3 separate regions of the Mus musculus genome follow, and all the other regions are linked to region 2. Evidence: chromatin contacts called from public HiChIP or PLAC-seq data. All regions are on one chromosome and are shown on one strand. The core of a region is the stretch at or near the end of the contact, and the rest is flanking DNA. Distances in the headings are between cores, read along the strand shown. Region 1 holds the start of Slco4a1 (solute carrier organic anion transporter family, member 4a1). Region 2 holds the start of Lama5 (laminin, alpha 5). Region 3 holds the start of Mtg2 (mitochondrial ribosome associated GTPase 2).

The links. HiChIP or PLAC-seq counts read pairs in DNA pulled down with a chosen protein or histone mark.
Region 1: a FOXA1 HiChIP or PLAC-seq map of pancreatic cancer cells shows a contact between it and region 2. The contact joins the promoter of Slco4a1 here to the promoter of Lama5 in region 2. A contact is called at or near these places in 3 of 484 Hi-C or Micro-C datasets (all in embryonic stem cells) and 2 of 115 datasets of contacts at active chromatin or transcription factors (embryonic stem cells and pancreatic cancer cells).
Region 3: a contact with region 2 is called in an H3K4me3 HiChIP or PLAC-seq map of embryonic stem cells, with 6 times the contacts expected there. The contact joins the promoter of Mtg2 here to the promoter of Lama5 in region 2. A contact is called at or near these places in 8 of 39 promoter capture datasets (the HPC-7 cell line, cranial neural crest, frontonasal cranial neural crest and 4 more), 3 of 484 Hi-C or Micro-C datasets (embryonic fibroblasts, granulocyte-monocyte progenitors and granulosa cells), 8 of 115 datasets of contacts at active chromatin or transcription factors (the NIH/3T3 cell line, embryonic limb bud, embryonic stem cells and 2 more) and 3 of 9 other capture datasets (adipose tissue, liver and pancreatic islet).

What each region holds. Positions count from the first base shown.
Region 1 is chr2:180,454,450-180,458,980 of GRCm38.p6, reverse strand. Slco4a1 (solute carrier organic anion transporter family, member 4a1) reads right to left here and starts at 2,736. Exons shown (of 12, transcript NM_001355218.1): 1 at 2,608-2,736.
Region 2 is chr2:180,223,197-180,228,189 of GRCm38.p6, reverse strand. Lama5 (laminin, alpha 5) reads left to right here and starts at 2,331. Exons shown (of 79, transcript NM_001081171.2): 1 at 2,331-2,699. The coding sequence starts at 2,388. It overlaps Gm52542 (a long non-coding RNA gene), which reads right to left and starts at 3,571. Exons shown (of 2, transcript XR_003953984.1): 1 at 3,507-3,571; 2 at 1,876-3,251.
Region 3 is chr2:180,067,430-180,072,379 of GRCm38.p6, reverse strand. Mtg2 (mitochondrial ribosome associated GTPase 2) reads right to left here and starts at 1,787. Exons shown (of 10, transcript NM_181424.3): 1 at 1,765-1,787; 2 at 494-586. It overlaps Ss18l1 (SS18, nBAF chromatin remodeling complex subunit like 1), which reads right to left. Exons shown (of 11, transcript NM_178750.5): 11 at 2,179-4,950.

The DNA.
Region 1 (4,531 bases), core at 1,487-3,986, 230 kb before region 2:
AGCTTTTTAAAAGGCCAGTAGTTTGAGAAGAACCACCCTTATCTATAGAAATGCCCAGAATTCTAATTTGTTTGTTTGCTTTTGTATTCTCAAGATGGGGGGAGGGGGGTCTTGCTATGTAGCTCTGGCTGTCCTGGAACTCACCATGTAGACCAGGCTGGCCTTGAACTCTCGGAGCTCTGACTGCCTCTGCCTTCTGAATGCTGGGATTAAAGGCATGCAGCACCACCCCAGCTGATTATAATTCTTTGTAATGAAAACAAGAATGAGGTCATGATAGCTGTCCATGATTGGGAAAAGGGTGCTGGGGAAAACCAGAGACCCTCACCTGAGAGCAGCAGGTTTGGAGGATGCGCCCAGATCAGCCGCTGCCTCTGCAGTGACCCACAACAGGATACAACCCAGGCACTGCATGCTGGTACATTTCCTCCATCTCCACCAGCAAGGCTTCCAGGCTCTACTGGTCAGGCAGAACCCTGGCCACTGGATACATGGGACACAATCCCTGAGGGCCTGTTCAGTTACTCCCAGTGGCTGAGAGCTAGAGTTGAACCTCCCTGTCCCTCTTGTTCATCAAGACCACGCTAAGGTCAGAGTTTCTCCAGAGTCTCAGAACAAGGTCTGTGGTGAGGTTCCAAGGATTAGCCCATGAGCTCTCTCAGTGACCACGGGGATCAGGAAGGGAGCACTGAGTATAACTCAAGAGGAAGCAGGGGTGTCCAGGAGCACCAGAGTGGGCAGTGACCTTTCTATGTCTCAAATGCTCCGTCCTGCAGAGGACCTTCAGGCTGGGAACTCGACCTGTTCCACTTTAGGAGATCACAATGGTATGAATTCATAAAACACAACAGCACCCACCTGGGAAGCAGGTTAAGTCAGAAGACTTCTGTAACAGAAAGAGGACTCACAACAACAGGCCCCATATGTCAGTGAACTGAGAAAATCTGAGTGTCTGGAAGCAAGGCATAGACAGAGTCCAAACTGCTGCAAAACAGTTACTCGGTAGCTCTCCTGCTGGGCCCATTTACAAGTCTTTATGCTGCTGGTCCTGGCCCAGGCCCTGCCCCTCTCTTCACCCAGTCACAAGCCTCCGTCTTGCCTGCCTGGCCCCTCTGCAGTATTGGGGAAGGTTCTGGTTGGGGCTTGTCCAGCATCTGCTTTGGGGACCACACCCAATGAGCTACAATTAGATCATCCAGGAAGAATTTATCCAGGTAGTACCTGTTGGTCTTTCCTAGTGGGCAGGCAAGGCAAGTCTTGCACCTCATCACAGCCAACAGGTAGGTACCTTTGGCCACCAGCATAGTCCTGTCCTGGTAACTGCTGGTTCTCTGACCTGGCTTTCCTCTCTTCTTGAAGAGAGAATGGCTGGCAAATGATACAAACCTCCGGTCTCCCCTGTGTCATTTCTAGGCAAGCCAAACATCCCGGTGCCCCAGGCTGCTCCTCTGTGCAAGGGGACTTTAAAATGCTGCCTGGGACTGCTCTTATCCAAAGCCCTCTCCAAGCCAGCAAATGCCAGGCTCAGCAAACAGCGCCTGCTGTCCCCATTACCACAGCTAAGATTTATAAATAATTCGGCTAAACACCAGGTGTTCTCTTCCCTGCCGTCCACCTGCCCCAAGCTGCTTTAACAACAGCTGACTAGACAGCTACCTTGGTTTACTAAACTACAAAACAAAACAAAACAAAACAAACAAACAAACAAAAAACACTGCCCTGAAGTTGGGATAGTTCCATCACAAATGGGCAGTTTCAACACCTTGGGACAGAAACACCCCAAGGCCATGTCTGGGGGAGGCCAGCAATCCTCATCACGCTAAACTCAAGCCACTGCGCCTGGGGCCCCAAGCTATAAGGTGCGACTATGTGTCTCTATCTCATTTTTCCTACAGATGCTCACCTCTCCTGTGAAGGAGGTACCCTGCCTTGAGTTCCCGGGTTTGGAGCTAAGCGTGCCAATCAGGCAGCAAAGCGACCCGAACTCTCGTTGGCGTACACACGCGTCCGGGGGCATCGGAGAGCTGCGTGAAGGTACCGGGCCTCAGGGACCCGGGCATCCGCGCTCCTCGTAGGGACAAAGCCCGCCACTAGTGAGCAACTTCCGTGCTCCACGTTTCCCTCGGTCTTAGCAACAACCACCACAGCCACTGGATCTGTCGCTGAACAGACCCGCAGAGGCTCGCACCTGCGTATACTAGCAAACCTTTAACCTGGGCCGACAGCTCTAGCGGTCCCCCCCCCCCCCTCACGCTTTCCTGCGCCCCAAGTCCACTCCCATCTTCCCTCTCGCTCTAGCGCAGCGGCTCTGCCTTCCCCCACCCCACTGCAGACTTGCAGCTTCCCTCATGTGCAGTGAGAAGGGGTGAATTCTGCATCCGGCTCCCTTGAGCCCACTCTGTCCCCGCATTGGTTCCCCGGGATGTGTCTTCAGACAACGCACCCGGGGCTCCGCCGCGCTTTAGTCCAGCCTCCGCAAACACCTGCCGCGCTCCTGACGTCAGCAGGTCGGAGTCTGGCATACCTAGGAGGCATCTAGTACGGAGCCAGACCCTGTCCCCATCCTGGTCCGAGACCTCAAAGCAGTCCAGATCCCAGAGCACTCACCTTCCCACGAACCCGGCTGCCGCGCTGCGCCCTGCGCTCTGGACTACGCGCGCAGCCCACTCCCGCTTCATTCATCGCCCAAGCCGCTCCCGCAGGGATGGGGGTAGTGGCCTCACCACCGCCACCAATGGCAGCGAGGCTCGGGCGGGCCGGGGCCAGAGGTGACAGTAGCGAGGGCGCGCCGGGGCGGGGCCGAGCGGAGGGGCGGAACTTGGGCGGGTCAGGGACAGCACAGAGAGCGGGACTTAGCTAGTGCTTTGCACGCGGTGATTTCTTTCTGTTGGGGGACACTCTGGAGGTTGCAGGCTAGGAAAATATGGCTCAAGTCTCACTGCGTCGTAGATGCCACCTGCTCAAGCGTGGAACCGAGGCGTTGGAGGGCGCGAGTAGCGATCCCCTCAGGCGTGGGGTACAGCTCCAGCCCGGCAAAGGGATCTCTCCACTCTCTGCTCAGGTCAACCAGTGAGTTCAGTGCAACGGGGCGCTGGGCCAAACCACACCCTCACCGGAGGAGCCCACAGGGTTCCAGTTCCGGGTACTCTTGACCTGAGATGGAGAGAGAATATACCAGTCACCTTCAAATTGAGGCGTTCTCTGCTGTGCGACCTTGAACATATTTCTGAACCCCTCTGGGCCAGTTTTCGCATCTGTAAAACTAAGATAATTAGCCATACGAGTGTGATGGCTACTGCTTGTAAGCCTGTGGGTATTCGGAAGGCTGGGGCAGAAGAAGGGTCCCACTTTCATAGTTCTAGGCCAGCCTGGGCTACAAAAGAAACCCAGTCTCAGAAAATCAAGCAAACAACCTTTTTTATTTTTTATTTTTCTTTTTTTTTTTAATTTTATGATTCCAACACATCACTGAAGGAAATGGAAAACAGTAGCTGGTCTGAATTTAGCCAAGTAACAGCCGACAGCCACTAGCCATTAACATCATACCACTGACAATCAACAGCCGATGGCAGAAACTCTCCATATATGTCTCCCTTTGGGGTGTATTACATTTAATTGAAAATACATGTGAGCCAGGTGTGGCGATGTTCACCGATAATCCTATACATACATGGGGCTGATGCAGGAGAATCTTTAGTGGGAGAGCCACACTGGGCTACCTAATAAAATCCTGTCTGGATTTAAAAATAAAAATAAAACAAAACAAAACCAAGAACAACAACCAAAGCAAAACAATAGAAACAAAATAACCTTCCCCAACTCTCCAAGGCATCCAGAGTTTATAATCTGGACAGGGGAAGTAAAGGCAGAAGGAATCAGAGTCTGTGATCAGCTTGGGCTACACAAAAGTAAAGTTAGTGTGGACCCTGCTGTCAGCTCATGAGGACATCACTAGTCACAGGGTGCCTGGGGACAGACCCTCCATGCAGCCTCGGGAGCTAAGGCAGGGCTCTTCCTTTATGTCTAGAGAAGAGACTGGCTGCTGAGCTTAGTTCTTCCAGCCTGACTTGTTATTTATCAGCATGTCTTCCCGGAGTGGGTGTGGCCGGAACCTACTCATGTTCTATCCTGGGAACCTCTGGTGATGACTTCAGGGTCTAGGGTCTACTTGTCAACATGTGAGTCTCTGCTCCAAAAAAAGCTGAGCTTCACTTCCACTGCCCCAGGTGTTGACCTCCATACCTGAGGCTGCCTCTGCTCAGAGAAGACATCAGGAAGAATAGACAGCCAGGCACCATGAGGTATACACGGCTTTACTAGTCTCTCTCTCTCTCTCTCTCTCTCTCTCTCAACATCTCCCTTAGGTACATGGACCTCAAGACCTGAAGCCAGAGAAAGCAGGCTGAACACAAATTTGAGAGATTGTGAGTCCTCTGCTTCAGGACGTGTGAGTAGAACTTCTCACTAAAGGGGACTCGTGGAAGTGCTCCAAATGTCAGGAGCAGGCTTGGACACCGTGCTTCCAACACTT
Region 2 (4,993 bases), core at 1,082-3,581:
CTTCATTTTAGACTAGGCACCCTCTCCCAAGGACAGGGCCCTCTGATGTTGTCTGGATTGTCAGGGGATGGGTACAGAGATGGAGTGGGCAGAGTACCCCACCCTCGTGGGATATCTCCTTTTGCTCCATTCCCTAGCTTCAGATCCAGCTGCTCCCTCCTGGCCCAGGCAGACCAGCTGCCACAGGGTAGTGTGTGGACACTTCACCAGTCCCGTGCCACAGAGTCCTCTGCCGGCATCAGCCGCCCCGTCCACCACCAGTTGTTCTTGGGCCAGCTGTCTGCTGGGAAGTAGCTAGCTTGGGTTTAACCCTCCCGGTGCTGGCTGACAGGCTGACTCGGCACGTTCTCAGCCATCTGCCCCCTCTCTTTCACTGGCTCCTCTGGGACCAATCCAAAGTACATCCTGCCTGGCCACTAGGGGGCTCAGGGGAGTACTGGCACAACCTTTGCCCTCTAGACCCCGGAGAAACTCCCTTGAAGTCAGCAGGCTATCAAGCCCGGAGGTCAGACGCTTTGGTAATGTATCTCTCAGCCTCAGGCTGTTAGGACCCCCAGCTGCTAAAGAGGGTAGAGGCGTGAACGAGAATGGCTTCCTGGCGGGCATGGGGGACTTCTAGGCAGTAGTAGGGTGGGGCCAGCCATCTGGGAACCTGCTACTGCCCCAGCTGTGCCTCACACGGGGTCTTAAATCAGCGTCTGAGCCTACTCTACTGAATTCCAGATTCCTCCCTGTCTCCCGCCCTCTCTGGAGCCAGCCCCTCCCCCACACCAAGCCTTCGAAGCAAAGGGAAGCGGCTGCCTTGCCCTCCCCCAGGTGGAAAACTAATAGTGAGGTTATAGAGGAATTCCGGGGAGGGAAAGTGGAAGCATCCAGGGAGGGCAGCTTGTCTTGACCTCGCATTTTCAACGGAGACTGGGGTCCTCCCAGCCCCTTGGGGTTTAAGATTTGTAGGAGGCTGGGGGGTTAGTCAGGAGGGCAGGAGGATGGTGCAAATTTTCCAGACAATTACGGGTCAGAACTGGGCCAGGACATGATGGCAGTGTTTCAGGAACTCACTGGGACCCTTGGGATTATCCAGAAGGACCAGCAAGAATGGGAGTCCTACCCAAAAACGTGAGATGGTGGCCTGGCTAGGAGATAAGGGGAGCTGCTAGCCCTGCTGCTGAGTTCGACCTCTACACCCCTGGGGGCTTTCCTGTTTGGTCCTAGAATCCAAGGGAAGGGAATCCAGTGGCTGTGGCTGAAGCAGACATGAGGTACACAAGCATCTTAGCTAAGCCTCTAGGACGTTCAATGTTTGCAACTCAGCCAGGCAGATCAACTGGAGCCCACTGTACCCCAGAAACACAGGAGCTAGAGGCACGGCTTGCTTAAAAGATGTCTAAGCCGGGCGGCGGTGGCCAGCGCCTTTAATCCCAGCACTTGGGAGGCAGAGGCAGGTGGATTTCTGAGTTCGAGGCCAGCCTGGTCTACAAAGTGAGTTCCAGGACAGCCAGGGCTATACAGTACAGAGAAACCCTGTCTCGAAAAAACAAAAACAAAAAACAAACAAACAAACAAAAAAACAGAAAGAAAGAAAGAAAGAAAGAAAGAAAGAAAGAAAGATGTCTAAGCAAAGTCTTAGCTTCCCAAGGAGCCTATGGAGTGGCACCTATAGGCCAATGAGCATCCTTGGATATGCTCCATGGGTGGGCGCCTGTCATTTCTTTGCTCTTGTATTGATCCCCTATTGCAGAGGAGTTTAAAACCCAAAGGGGTAGACAGGGCTAAATCCGACCTAACAATGGAGGAAGTAGGGGGTCTCCTCCTGTCTGGTCTTCTCCACCCCCCCCCCCCCCACCATTTGCAGATCACATCTCCTCTGGGTCCCCATCCACAGCTACACACAGTTTATTCAAATACCAACAGGGAAGGAAGAGAGTAACAGGCTAGGGCAACGGGGAGGCGCCAGGTGGCTGAGACCTGTTTGAAGTTAGGGAAACAAAAACAGGAGCCGCTGGGCGGGTAGAGGCAGGCCCGGCATGCTGGGGTCCTGAACATCCACGGAAAAAGCAAGGGGTCTCAGTGGGGATCGAAGCCACCACCTGGGAGAGAGGAAAGGCTCAGTAGCGCCAAGTTCCCGCGGCCTGGCGGGCGGCCAGCAGGTGCCCCTTCCAGGACGCTGGTCTGGCCGGGGTCGGAAGGGTTAAGGTCCCCAGGCCGCCCCCTCTCTTATGCCCTCCCCCAACCCCCTCTCCAGGGCATAAGGCTCGGGCGCCAGGCGGGCCTGGGCGGGGCCTGACGTCCTCGGACAGGCGGGGCCAGCGGGACCGGCCGCCCCAAACTAGACTTGCCGGGCTCCTGCGGTGCGCGCTGTCCCTAGAGCCGCAGCCCCCAGCAGGAAAATGGCGAAGCGCGGAGGGCAGCTCTGCGCGGGGAGCGCACCGGGCGCTCTTGGCCCCCGGAGCCCCGCGCCACGGCCGCTGCTACTGCTGCTGGCTGGACTGGCGCTGGTAGGCGAGGCGCGCACTCCCGGGGGCGATGGCTTCAGCCTGCACCCGCCCTACTTCAACCTGGCGGAGGGCGCTCGCATCACCGCGTCCGCGACCTGCGGCGAGGAGGCCCCGACGCGCAGTGTCTCACGCCCCACCGAGGACCTCTACTGCAAGCTGGTTGGGGGTCCGGTGGCTGGCGGAGATCCCAATCAGACAATCCAGGTGAGCGCGGCACGGAGGAGCTGGTTACACCATCCTGTGGTGGTCCACCTCTAGCGCCGGAACCCAGACATCTCGTAGGGGCTCCCAGTGCTGGGGAGAGTAAGTACGGACTGACTCTCCCACCAAGACTCCCTGGCCCCATGTTTTGATGGACTAAGGGGGACCCTGATGCGGCTACCGAAACTCGTGCAGACACGGCACGTGCCTCTGGAAGAGCCAATGAAGTGTCCGACTCGCGGACCAAGGGCCCCTGGGGCTGGTGAAGCTCGGGGGTGGGGGTGGGGGGGTGACCTAGGCAGGAGGGGACCGGTGATCAGTCCTCGGCAGCCGTAAGTCCGGGATCCCTGCGTGGGCGGAACTTGGCCAGGGTGCCCGCTGACTGTGAGGAGGGGGCGGGAGCTCCTTGTTACCCCGGGACAGGCAGGAACCTGTTGGCCTCCCGGATAGGGACGGAATGAGCGCGGAAGCCGCACCATCGCCGGTTTCTCCTGGTGTTGGGTCTCACTGTCTCAGCCAAAAGTTGAAGAAGCTTCTTTGCTTGGGATCTGGGAACTTCAGAAGGAGGTGGAGAGCGCTAACACCTGTGGGCCATCGTGGAGGAGCCCCCTGCCCAGCAGGTGGTAGGCTCTGGGGCTTTAGTCTCCCGGGAGATGTGGATTCTGTACCTAAGGACTCTCCTGAGCCCTGCCTTTCAGGCTGAGCCTGCAGGTGGGCCACGTTGTCCCCCCCCCCCCCCCCGCAGGACTCCTGCCTCACGTTAGGGACCTAAGGAGTTGGGAGCCATTAGGGCCTGGTAACTTTAGCTACCTTCTCTAGGGACCTGCTTCCACGTTCCTGGAAGGAGGCTGGCGAGGGAAAGAATAGCTGAAAAAACGGATTCGTCGGGGTGGAGAAAGGGGAGCGGTGAAGGAATTCAGTTCTGTTTTCTGGTTTACCTGGCCACCACCCTCCTTGCCTGCCCACCCCGCCTGTTCTCGGGCCTCCAAGTGGGGAGGGGGAGTTGAGAAGGGCCGGGCTCCCTGCGCTCTGGTTCCCTTGCAGTCTCAGAGTAAGAGCAGGTGTGGGCCATCAGAGACAGGGAAACTGAGGCCTGGGAAGGTATAAACACTTGTTTTTGAAGCTTTACAAGTCAGAGCAGGATCCGTCTGAGGCGAGCGTTCAGAAGTGAGGTGCCATCAAACGGTGGTGGCGCAGGCCTTTAATCCCAGCACCTAGGCAGGAGGGGACCGGTGGCAGAGGCAGGTGGATTTCTGGGTTCGAGGCCAGCCTGGTCTACAGAGTGAGTTCCAGGACAGCCAGGGCTACACAGAGAAACTCTGTCTCGAAAAAACAAAAAACAAACAAACAAAAAAAACAGAAGTGAGGTGTCTCTTGGCCAGCGTTGCTCAGTATATGGCTTCAGGGAGCTGAGTCTCAGGAGGGGGCCCTGTAGGGATCTGTCCTGACCCAGAGGGACTGCCTGGGATCCCAGGGCCTTTATCTCTGCTTACATAGTAATTGTTATTCTCTGGGAAGGGAACTCAACTCCTTTTGCACATCCTGGTCCTGGACCACCGATCCTGCTCTGCTAGTGCACAGGCCTTCTCGGAGGGTCACTGGCTCAGATGGATCTGATTCTGCACAAATTGTTATTACCTCTTTATAGTGGCAAAGGTCCAGCCAGGTGGTCAGAAGTTACAGCCCCTCTCTGCTGCACCTCCTTGGTGAGAAAGTAGAAATTGCAGCTGCTTCAGCAATGGCTGAATCAAGGGGTTAGGCATGAGAGTCACAGATTGTCCCCAAGGAGTCAGGGACCCTTTATGGCAACAAAAGAGGGACTGGTTATCCCGGATAGGAGCCCGAGAGTCCTACAGGGCCTCTGGGCAAGATGGAGAGTGGCTTGGTTCTCCTGCCCTCCCCATGGGCATCACAACTCTGCTGGCCTCACATAGAGCATGACTCAGTGGAAGGGAAAGTCCTAATCAGCTCCTATGTTTCCTAGTTCTGTTCCTGGCAGGACCCTCTGTGCCAGGGGGTGGAGGAAGCCTAGTTTCCCAGCCCTGTCTGCTGTGAGCCAGAGGTCAGTAGGGGAAATCCAGACCACCAAGGGTGCTTGTGGCTTACTGCTCAGTGAAGAGCTGATTGGAGAGTCTCACTGTGGTTTCCCAACTCTCCAGCCCCTCTCTGTTGGCTCGAAGGAGGCACACACTGACTTCCCTGGACTCCTGGACTCCCAGGTGCCCACCTTGTATCCCTGAGCCTGGGCCTGACTCCTGGGGCAGTATGATCATGTTCCTCACGGTCTGGACCACAAG
Region 3 (4,950 bases), core at 538-3,037, 160 kb after region 2:
ATACAGACTAGGATACTGCCATCACAGAAAGTCCTAGTGGGTAGGGTCTACCCACAGCACACTGTAGAGGGAGCCTAGGAGGGCATCCTCACTTTCTGTCTAACTGTGCCTTTGCTGGGCCAATGAAGAGAGTCAGAGCCTGGAGCCTGAGAGCCAAGATGCTTTAAGGCTGTACAGCAAGGCTTTCATGTATGGGGAATTCCACGGTGCTACCGTGTGAGAGGGCCACTGCTGCTATACAGGATGCTAAGCTCCCGGCTACTGTCCACAAGAGGTGTGTCCAGGAACCTTCCGCACTAGTTTCACAGTGAACCGATTGATCTGATTGTGTAGCTGGCACTAGAGACATGTGCCAAGATGTCTTCAATGAGAAAGAAGAAAGCACTGTGGAAGAGGGGTGTAGCTCAGTTGGTAGAATGCCTACCGACCTAGCATGCACAAAGCCCTGGGGTTGACCCCTGGAATCACATAATCCAGGCATGCCACCACTTACTCAGGAGGTGGAGGTAGGAAGGTCAGAAGTTCAAGGTCATCTTCTACTACTTAGCAAGTTCAAGGCCAGCCAGGGAGCCAGACACATGCAAACCTGTCTTAAAAAAAGAGAAAGGGGGAAAAAAAAAAGCATTCTTGAGGAATGTTTTCATTTCTTCAGTGTTATTCTTTTATAGGCTAAGCACAATTGGTTAACAGTATTCACAGTTAACTAACTTAATTCTAAGCATTCCATTTTCACTTTGCTACCGGATATTAAATCCCACGCGGGCATTACTGTTTCTGCTACATACTTTTACACTTCATTACATATGTTTGTGATCTACTTCGTTCTTCATGTGGAAAACATTTAGAAACTGGAGTATCATTTTGTCACCTGACAACTCACATTACATGGTTTTTACTTAATTATATGCCATTCACGGGGGTGGGGGTAAGTGTTCCTGCTGTGTGCGGTGGCAGATGCACTCCGGAAGCCAGACAGGCATCTGGGTGCCAGGCCAGCAAGGGAGAGCCTGTCTCAAAAACAAAATAAAGCACGCGTTCAACAACGCTGCTGTCTGGGTGCCTGCCCTATGGGGCCTTGTGGGACAGACTGACTGGAGGGACAGCTGCCACCTCCCACCCAATCCCCGACCCAGCACTCAAGGTCCCAGACTGGTTCACATGCAGGCAGGGAAACCTCCCGACAGCTCCGAAACTGTTCCATGCTGGTCCTTTAGATTTCTGAGTAGGAACAAGGCCATTTGCTCGCACCCCAGGCGCATCTCTACCGATCCTTAGTGTGCAGAATGCTTCTTTACCTCATCTTTAAAAGAATGCCTCTACAAAGCCGCGGAGGCGGGGACTCAGGAAGACTCAACTGCCCATAGTTAGGCGACACACTGCGGCGCCTGCATCTTAACAGGTGAGCCTCTACCCTAGTAGCGCATCCATAAAGGCTTTCCAAAAGAGCTGGGCAAGGGGACGTTTCTGCCATTGTTTTCTGTTCATGGTCTCACTATGTGGCCTAGGCGGGCCTCGAACTCCTAGAAATCCACCTGTCTCATCTGGGAAGCTGCGCTTACAAGCGTGCGCCATCACGCTCAAGCTAAGGCGAGAGCGAGTCTTTCAGAAACCAACTTTACGGCGATCAGGCCGGACGGGCTCTCCTCATTAGAGCCACCGCACACAGAGAGAGATCCCGCCCAGTCATCCCGCCCGCCGCCTGCCGCCGGAGAACGCACACCCGTGCAATGCCGCCCGCACCCACCCGCTCCCGACAGCTCCCACCTCCGCTCGCTCGACTGGTTCCGGGTCGGGCTCTGGCCGCGCACGCGCAGTGCAGCAGCAAACCGGAAGGCGAGGCACCGCCCCCCGAATCCCGTGGTCTCTGTGGCTCCAAAGCCAAAGTCTGGGCACCAAGGAAGCTGAGCAGAAGGATCGCCGTGAATTCCTGCCCAGCCTGAGACACACAGTGATCCTGTCTCACAAAACCAGGAAAAAGCCAGGTGCCGGGTCGCACGCTTTTAATTCCAGTCTCGGGAAAAAGAGGCCGGGAATGTCTGAGAGTCACATAGGTTTGTACAGTGCGCCTCCGTCTAACCAACCAACCAAACAAGGGTGAAAATGATAGGGTGTTTAAAAACTGTACTTCGTTCACAAATAACAAGACAGACGTAACATGCTCAATAAACAGAAATGAGGTAATGGCTAAAAAAGTGTTTTAATGGAAATGGAAAGTCTTCCTCTTTTTACAAGTTTGAACGGACACTCAGTCACTGAAGCCCACGTCTGAGAACAGGTACAACAGGAAAGGAAAACACCTCCTTTCTGGGCCAGGCCTGTGTCTGCCCAGTGCCTCTGCGGACATCTCCCATCTCCCACTGTGCTATATGCTAAGTCTGCAGAGATGTCCATCCACCCATAGCCCCTGACAAGCGCAGCGCGTAGTGGTCAGCACATCTGAAAACCCCAGTCCTCAGTGGTCAAGTTCACCAAGTATTGAACGGATGCTGGGAAACAGGAGGAAGAATGAGCAGCGATTTCCAAATCTCCCTTTGCATCTTTTCTGGCCTTCAGTAGGAGGAACCATTGAAAACAAAACACAGTCAACCACACCTGCACGAAGGGTTCATTTCAGCCTAGGACTTTTCAAACATTCATGTTACAGAAGAAAAGCTATAATACAGGCAATGAAAAAGACTGGCATCACTTTCCCCCACAAAATTACATAAAAATCAATAAAACATTAAATAAACAATATTAATCATTAAATATATTAACACCAAAATCAGGTATAAATTAGGAAATAAATGTACAAACTATTTCACAAAGTGCTTTTAAAAATATATACACAACATTCAAGAAATTCTTAATGTAAGACATTTCAAATTGAACTTTTGGGGTGATACATATTTTAAGTGTTCTTTTCTTTCAAAAAGTATTAACACACACTAACACAGCACTTTACATATACACACACACATACACACTAATACAGCACTTTAACATACACACATATATATACACACATACACACACATACATACACACACACACACACACACACACGTACACACTTGCACATGTATGCATACATAAAAGGCATATTCCCAGATTGGCAAGGAATAAAAACCATTTCACAGTTACTTAAAATGTTTCGACATTTTCAATGGGATATTTAGCCCCCAAGTGAGCTTGTAGGCTAGTTTTATAAAAATTGCCAGAAAGGGAAGGAGCTAAAGAGATGATGAGTCCCTAAAATCAAGTTGCTAATACTTCTGCCATGTAGCGATCAGAAACTTGTTTCTGTAAAGTTAAAGCCGTCATGTAGTCAGCCCTTGCCTGTGTGTTTCCTAAACCCTGTGCCTATGAGACACATATGCCCATGGTTGTTGATAATGGTCCCAAGGAGAGGGAGAATGTCCTAGAGTAAGACGGCAGCCGACACAGACAAGTCCTTTGATCCGGCCCTTGATTCTCCTGTAAGTAAATGGAGCTTGCACTGTAAGTTCCAGCAAGACTGTCAAGATTAATTCAAGCAAACTCCACAAAGGTGCCTTACTACTGAGCTACAGGTAAGTTTTATATTTTAAAAACTATCAGCTGAAAACAGATGTGGTGGTGCATGCCCGTGGTCTCAGTACCCGGGAGTGGAGGCTGGGGGATCATTAAGTTCAGCCTCAGCTATGTAGTGAGTTTGAGGCCAGTCTGGGCTACATATAAGACACAAATAAAGCAAAAGCATCCTGGTGGACAGGTCTGATGTACCAAGCCCTGCATCCTTGGGGATGGTTTTGTATGTTCTTGGTTGTTCTGAGCACTCATCTTCAAGGTTGTTCTTTTCTTCTCATAGTAACATTGTTATTATCTAAATAAATGCTGAAAAATATGCCTGCTGCATTATATGCGGTGTTTTCCTTTGATAGAACCTTTTCAAAAAGGCTGTCTCTCATGTTTGCACAGAATTAAAACGAGATTAAACATCCTAGGAATGTAAAAAAAAAAAAAATCACCCAATTCTCACTGTATAAAACTTGTCCTTTTCATTTGAAAGAACGTAATAAAGTTATTTGGATTCATTAAAAATGCAGTGTGGATTTCAGACTTCCCTAAACGCAAAGGAACATCTGCTTGGCAATCTGAACTCAGAGGTCCTGAAGAAGTAATATAAACACTTGCCAACTGCTTGTAAAATTAAACATGAGTACTTTAAATTCTCTATAAACTTAGGTTTGGGCACACTCAAATCCTAGAGATGACGCCAAGGGCCAAAGCCATACTACACACAAGCAGCTCGGAGACAGCAAGAATTGCTCTTCAGACAGCGCCCTCCTTAGTGAAAGCTCCCCTCACGATGCCCACACTCTCACCGACTGTCATTTGGAATAGTCATCGATCCTTCTTTACTCGCTAATACAAAGACATCCTTTGGGATCATGGAAACTGGAGAGACACAGGCAATTGGTAAGTTCTGGAAAGGACAGCTCATGGTCCTTGCACACAAAGCACATCTTCCTTGTTATAGTGACATGACCCAAGACACAGAAGGTGTCCTCAAGCCCTACTTAGGCACAGAAGAAATGGTCACCTAGCGGTGTATGTATGTCAAGCTATGAGCCGCCAGTTGAAGAAACATTTACAGTCCACTTTGCAACAATGGTATGAGAGGGGGCAGACTGAGTCTGTTCACAGCAGCATGGACCATGATGTCTCTTAGACATTGTCTCATCACCAGGCACAGAACATGTGATGACACGGTAACCCCCCCCCAAGCTAGCTAAGAACATCAGGGAGCGGGCAGGGGACACAAACAGGACAACCTCCCCATCGTACCGATATACAATACTTTACACAGCACCAGACATGTCACGCCATATCGCAGTCAGTGGTGCACACAGCATCACGCCCAGCATGAAACCAGCCTGCCTCTCATGCAGACACGGCACTGGGCAGAGAGGGTGACCAACATGTCGC